2 separate regions of the Sus scrofa genome follow, and region 2 is linked to region 1. Evidence: chromatin contacts called from public Hi-C data. All regions are on one chromosome and are shown on one strand. Each heading gives the region's core, a stretch centred on a gene start, on an enhancer-like site or on the middle of the called end of the contact. The rest is flanking DNA. Distances are from core to core; before and after follow the strand shown.

Region 1 (3,116 bases), core at 350-2,849:
CTCTAAATTTTTCCCAAGGACCTTAACTCAGCCACACTGAGGACTTGGATGGACCATGGAAATTCCGGGTGCCTCAGTTTCCCCACTTGCAAAATGAGGCTAATTGAAAAAGCCACGGGTCTTATATTCACGGTTTGCATTATACATGACAGCATGTTGTCTCCTGCAAGGTAACTGCCCTGGGGGGAACCTCAGGTTATTTCATGGTTACACAGACAGGAAACTGCTATTGAAAAAGTAAACACATTATTAAATGTGAGGTATGATCTGATCCCTCATTCAGTGCGGGCATTTCTCTCTTCCCAACATCACCCAAATCGCCTATTCACCCAACACCCCTTTGACTTAAAGGCCAAAGGAAAACACCCAAGACCCAGAAAAGATGTCCCGCGTAGGAAGTAAATGGAATATTCTGAGGGGCATCCCGCGGTCTGTGCCAGGCGCCAGCCCTTCCCTTCCAAAGCTCCCACCTCAGGTGCCTGTTTCCTTCTGTTATTTGGAAGCTCAGGCTGTTATTTTTGGCCAAAACATCAGCTCCCCCCGCGCCCCCCCATAGCTCTTCGTCGCCCCCTGGCGTTCCTTTCACGCTATTTCTTAAGATTGGTGACCCTGGAAGTGGGGCGATGGGCAAAGCCAAGGAGAGTGGGCACGCATTACAAAAACGTTTATGGGGGCTCCTAATCAGCAATATCGAAAGGATTGGGTATGTGCCTTAAAGGATTTTTTTAAAAAAAACTTCCTTTCCTTGCCAATCCCTCTCCGATCTTTCTCACTGTGGACGCAAAGAACTTGAGCAAAACAGACTGGGCGGGGGAGGGGGGTGCTTAGAAGTCAGAAAAGCGCGTGGATCTGCCAAAATCATTTGACCCCGAGTCGGGAGGGGGGCGCGAGGAGGGGGAGCGTTCCCTTGTCTGATCAGCACTGAGGAATCGGAGCGACATAAAAGGCAAATGAAGCGAACAACAATTCAAAAAAAAAAAAAAAATTCCCCGCACACAACAATACAATCTATTTAAACTGTAGCTCATACTTTTCATACCAATGGTATGACTTTTCTGGAGTCCCTCTGCTGATTCTTGAACTCCGGGGCTGGCAGCTTGCAAAGGGGAAGCAGGCTGCAGCGCTGCACCGGCAGGTTTACCAAAGGTCTCTAATGGGTATTTTCTTTTTCTTAGCCCTGCCCCTGAATTGTCAGACGGCGGGCGTCTGCCTCTGAAGTTAGCAGTGATTTCCTTTAGAGCCCGGCCTTATCTCCGGCTGCACGTTGCCTGGTGGTGACTAATGACACAATAACATTGTCTGGGGCTGGAATAAAATTGGAGCTGTTTACCCCCACTCTATAGGGGTTGAATATAAAAAGCCGGCCGAGAGAGCTGTCCAGGTCAGACGCGCTTCTGCCTCTGCGCTGAGACCAGCGCCGCCGGGTCCCCGGTCTCCACTGCGGTCCCCGCGCGCCACCACCGCCGCCGCGTGCGTCCTCGGACCGCTCCCACTGCCTTCTCTCCCGGCAGAAACTTCCTTCTCCCGATTAAAGAGCACTCAGGCTGAAGGATCATTTTGAGATCTGAATAACCCGAAGCGCTTGGAAGGAACCGAAGCCATTTTTCTGCCTTTTTCCCCCCGCTTTCGGGTTTAGTTCGCAGGGGGAGGATTTTGATCCTTTTTTTTTTCAGAATGGATTATTTCCCCATGATTATCGCTCTGCTGTTTGTGGCTTTCCAAGGAGCTCCAGAAACAGGTAGGCACTTTGCCTTGTAAATCCTTGAACACTGACGTTTTTTCTCCACTTTAATGCTTTTCTTGCTTCTGTTCCAACCCCCACTTCTTTTTATGGCTGCTGCTCAGATATCAGGTGTAGGAGAATGAATGCTCAAAGCTTGCTTAAGTTTTCTAGTGGAAGAAAAAAAAAAAAAATCCTCTGAAGACAATTGCTCCCGTAGCATTAAAATCACACTGTTATCATTGCCTAGTGTATTTCCTTGGCTTTAAAAAATGTAACTCAATTGAAGATAAGATATATAACTTAGCCAAATGGATTTGCAGTGTATGTGGTCATACAGGTACTAAGAAGTATAGGGATTTATATCTTCTTCAAATACTCTTTTAATAGTGTGTTAATGCGTAAAATATTTAAACATTTCAGCTTGAAGCCAAGGAATTTTATTTGAGTCATTCAAGCAATATATGAGTAGGAAAATCATGCGCAGAACAGTCTAATGAACCGCCCCCCCCAGGCAGTTTCGGGTGAAGCAGATGTTTTCTTTAAACTTTGTCATTATTGACTTTAGGTTTCTTTTTGGCAGGTTTTTGGCACTCAAAACAGTGTGGGCTCTATTTCCAGTCGTATTCACCTGTCCTGGGAGAGGGAGCTAGGATAAATCTTGGCTGCTTAAGGATTTAGATAGTATGTATGCATCTGCCTGGTCCCTTCTTTTAGGGTCAAGACACTTTTTTTGTCTTTTGGTGACCCCGACTAAAGAGAAAAGACGTAAGGGATGAAAATCCTGGAATGTGTCTGATCATTTGAAATGTACAAAATCAGGCTGATAAGCTGCAGGGCTAACTCGTCAGTAAGAGGAGGCAGTGGGGACGGGGAGGCAGCAGGTCCCACGTATCCCAAACCGCTCCTCGAATTCCAAAGCCTGCAGAACCTTGACTGGGTCCCCCGAGCTGCTGCTGAACTTCCCCTTAGGTTAGTGGTTTCTCTGGCACTTACTGCCTGAAATCAATATTTTAGAGTGGATTTTTCTTCCCTCTCTCCTTTCACCTCCCCAAAGCTCAGGACCACCTCCTCATTTCAACAAGTGTGTACCACCTGGGCTCCTCCCTGCCTCATACCAGGTGTGAGGTGGCGGCTTCTCCCCTAAACCGAAGCTCAGCTCTCATTTCTGATTTAGGAAAAGACAGTCTGATTTATTTAGTTTTAGGTTCTTGGTCATCAGCCAGTTTCAAGACACTGGAGGTTGTACTGTTACTAAGGTCTATGCTGAAGCCAATTCACATTTCTAATAGGCAGTATTTCCAAGCATTTCCTGGGCTGGTAAGCCCCTGTATTTGCGTCATCTCTCTGAAGGTGGCGAAGCCCGTGGTGATAAAAATGAAGTCACGTTAAGGAG
Region 2 (3,514 bases), core at 687-3,186, 260 kb after region 1:
AAACAGCAGCAGGAAAAACTGCCTCTCTCTCACCACAACCTAGGCAGCACTACTGAAGGTGACTTCTCCATAGGGCTCAGGCTTGCTCTCATCCCTGAAGCTGGATAAACAAAGTGACATTTTTAGGGCTGTCCCATAAACTGAATCATTTTGAAAACGGCCACAGTCATCTGAGGGGCTGGCTTTTCGAGAGGTGATTTACTGTGGCACAGAGTAGCAGCAATGAATTTACTGTGCTTAATTGACCTGTTAGATTAAAAGGTCATTCTGAAGATCAATCCACAGATGAAGGTGTTTCTGAGGTCTGAAGAGACATTTTCTTTTCTTTGCTTTCTTTTTTTTTTTTTTTTGTCCTTTTTAGGGCCACACCCACGGCATATGGAGGTTCCCAGGCTAGGGGTCCAATCAGAGCCGTAGCCACTGGCCTACACCACAGCCACGGCAACACCAGATCTGAGCCGCTGTCTGTGACCTACACCACGGCTCACAGGAGCACTGGATCCTTAACCCACTGAGAGAGGCCAGGGATTGAACCCGCAACCTCATGGTTCCTAATCGGATTCGTTAACCACTGAACCATGACGGGAACTCCCATTTTCTTTTCTAAAATCGGAATTGTAATGCAGAGATAGCTACAAACCTTGTGAGAAGATATATTTTGGTCTAATTGCATGTATTGAGAAACCCAATTGAGCATTTACTCTGTATCAGTTAAAGTGTAAAATATAAATATAAAATAATATAAATAAACTGTAAAAATAGACACCCTTGTGCAAACTGCACTGTTTGTAAAGAATTTACACTCTCTGGATAAATTCTTGGATAAAATTCTTTTAAGTAAGAGTTTTATAGTCGAGAATGAAAGTCATCGGCTTCGTGTGAAAATAAGTGATCTACACAAAACAGCACCAGCTCGACTTTGAAAATTTACCCTGTCCTTGGAGTTCCCGTCATGGCTCAGTGGTTAGCAAATCCGACTGGGAACAATGAGGTTGCGGGTTCGATCCCTGGCCTTGCTCAGTGGGTTAAGGATCTGGCGTTGCCTTGAGCTGTGGTGTAGGTCGCAGATGAGGCTTGGATCTGGTATTGCTGTGGCTCTGGCGTAGGCCAGCAACTACAGCTCCAATTAGACCCCTAGCCTGGGAACTTCCATATGCCACGGGAGTGGCCCAAGAAATGGCAAAAAGACCAAAAAAAAAAAAAAAAAAAAAATAAAAAAATTTACAATTTACCCTGTCCTTTTGGGCTGGTGGTAGATTGAAGGATGTTTAAAAAAAAAAAAAAGGATCTGAACGTTGGAAGGAGCTTAGGTCTCTTATTACAATTCTTCTAACTGCTAATACGACTTAGAGGAAGACAGCTACTGGCCACTTATATTCTCCAGCAAAGTATGGGTAAAAACATCTGCTTCACTAAGAGACTGTGGATTAAATATGGTAATTGAAATGGTGGTTGTTCTTAGGAGAAGCCACCCCACTAGGAGGCCAAAGTTTTTGCATCTCTATTGTATTATGCATTCATTCAGTAAATAGTGATTGAGTGCAGACTGTGGCTCAAGCACCAGTCTAAGTTTGGGGAGGAGCAGAGAACAAAGGAAAAGAAATGCCTTCCTTTTAAGAGCTAGCATTTAATGGGGGAAGAAAAATGCAAATGAACAAAAGAAAGAAAGAAATGTTATATTAGAAGTTGAGAAGATGGTAGGTAGTATGGAAAAAAAAGAAAAGAAAAGAAAAATAAAGGGAGAAGTAGGACAGGAAGGGCCAGAGTTGGATGTGGATTTCAACTTTGTATACAATGCCTAGGCAAGATGTCACAGAAATATGGAGCCCAACTGTGTGTTCAAGGAACAGCAGAGGCCAGGGTGGCCAGCTAAGAGGAGGAGGAGGAGGTCAGGGAGTTGGCAGAAAGCCAGATGCACAGAGCCTTGTAACCCACTGAAAGGACTTTGTTCCCTGAGGGTGATGGAGAGCCGTGGGGGAGGGGAGGTTCAAGCAGCAGAGGGATGTGATCGGACTTGCATCTTAACAAGACCCCTCTGGCTCTTGTTTGAGAATACATTTAGGAGGAGGTGCCCAGGTAGAAGCACTGAGAATCAAAGGAGGCAGTTACATACAATGGTAATTTCTTGGTTTGAATGGTTACAGGGTGGTTACACAGGAGAAGGCATTGTTTGTAGAAAAGACACACTAAAATATTCTAGGGTTGTAGGGCATCAGATTCTCAATAGCATCGGGGAAAAAAGGCTTTGCAAGGCACTGGTGGACTTTTCTGGAGGCTTGAAATTATTGTTTTAAAAACACTAATGCAGGCCGTGATGCAGGCAGCTACCAATGGAGGTAGTGAGAAGAAGTGGTCAGACTCTGGATATATTTTGTAGGTAGGGACCACAGGGTTTCCTACTGGAATGAACTTGGGGATGAGAGAAGGAAAGGAGTCAAAAGTGACAGCACAGTTTTTATCCTGACAAATGGAAGAATGTTCTGGCCATTATAATTCCACTGGTCTGGCTCTAGTTCACTTGGAGGGAACTTAAGGCAAATAATTCAACATTCTTCTGCATTTGTATACATCTTTCCAAAGGGTAAAATTGGAATAATGAATAGAGAATTTTTAAAGACTTCATTGAAGGATGCTATATGATTATATATATATATTACTTTAAAAGGTTCGCTTGATCCTAGCAAAATATCTATAATATTTAAAGTTTTATGAAAAAGATCCATGGGAAAGGAGCAATCAACGGGGTGTTCTTACCCAGGTTTTATAAATGAAGAAACCAAGACCTGGGGAAATTGTCATCATCTAAGTTCAGTTTCTTCTGATTTCTCCTCCAGAGAACTCTCCAGCATTAGCACTACCTCTCTGACCACATCAAGCCCCACGCACGGTACTTTCATAATAGGAGTAACGATTGCATATAGAAAAGCTCCTGAAATTTAACAACGAATAAACCCCTCATCTAGAAAGATAGATTGGTTTTATGACACCATGTATTACCAGGTTTCTTTTCCTTAAATTCTATTTCCCCATCCTTCAAGTAAGAAAGAGTTTTTAACCTGCTACTTTTACTGTCCCCGGGGTATTAAAGCTAAAACATGAAGGGCGACCTGAAATGCAAATCGTCTCCTAGCAGCTTTCCAGAAAATTCTCGCACTAATGCCAAAGGAGGTGAGATAAATAGACTGGGATTCAGTATTTTGCTCCTTTTCAGCTCTCTCTTCTTGCTCTTCTAGGACGTTCCAAAAGGCAGCAAGCTGTCCTCGAAGAGAAAGTTTATAACCATTTCTATTTCCTCAGCTGTGGGGCAAAGAAAACCTCAAATGTCGGTTTTATAGTCTTCTCCACTCTCCAGGGAATTTAAGTATGCAGAGCTTTGGCTGAGATAGGAAAGGAACAGCTCGGAGGTGGGGACTGCTGCTTAAAATGTTCCTTTGTTTAATTTTTTTCCTGTTATTGTATATGAAACTTTGAAACCATCCTGACTTTCCATTCCAAAGGCACACGCGCCAGTACA

What was found. A called contact is a pair of places that touch in the nucleus more often than the background predicts.
Region 2: a Hi-C map of epiblast stem cells shows a contact between it and region 1, with 5 times the contacts expected there. The contact joins the enhancer-like site here to the promoter of EDN1 in region 1. A contact is called at or near these places in 3 of 5 promoter capture datasets (fetal liver and liver), 19 of 47 Hi-C or Micro-C datasets (alveolar macrophages, brain, embryonic fibroblasts and 11 more) and 2 of 2 datasets of contacts at active chromatin or transcription factors (alveolar macrophages and skeletal muscle).

What each region holds. Positions count from the first base shown.
Region 1 is chr7:8,750,419-8,753,534 of Sscrofa11.1, forward strand. EDN1 (endothelin 1) reads left to right here and starts at 1,600. Exons shown (of 5, transcript NM_213882.1): 1 at 1,600-1,738. The coding sequence starts at 1,675.
Region 2 is chr7:9,012,420-9,015,933 of Sscrofa11.1, forward strand. No RefSeq gene overlaps it. Among named protein-coding and RNA genes, the nearest start is that of PHACTR1, 91 kb to the right of the region's middle. Within about 2 kb of position 1,937, at least 3 of the 83 cell types and tissues checked have an H3K27ac peak or open chromatin away from gene starts, as enhancers often do. A contact at or near this core is called in epiblast stem cells, where this site is marked.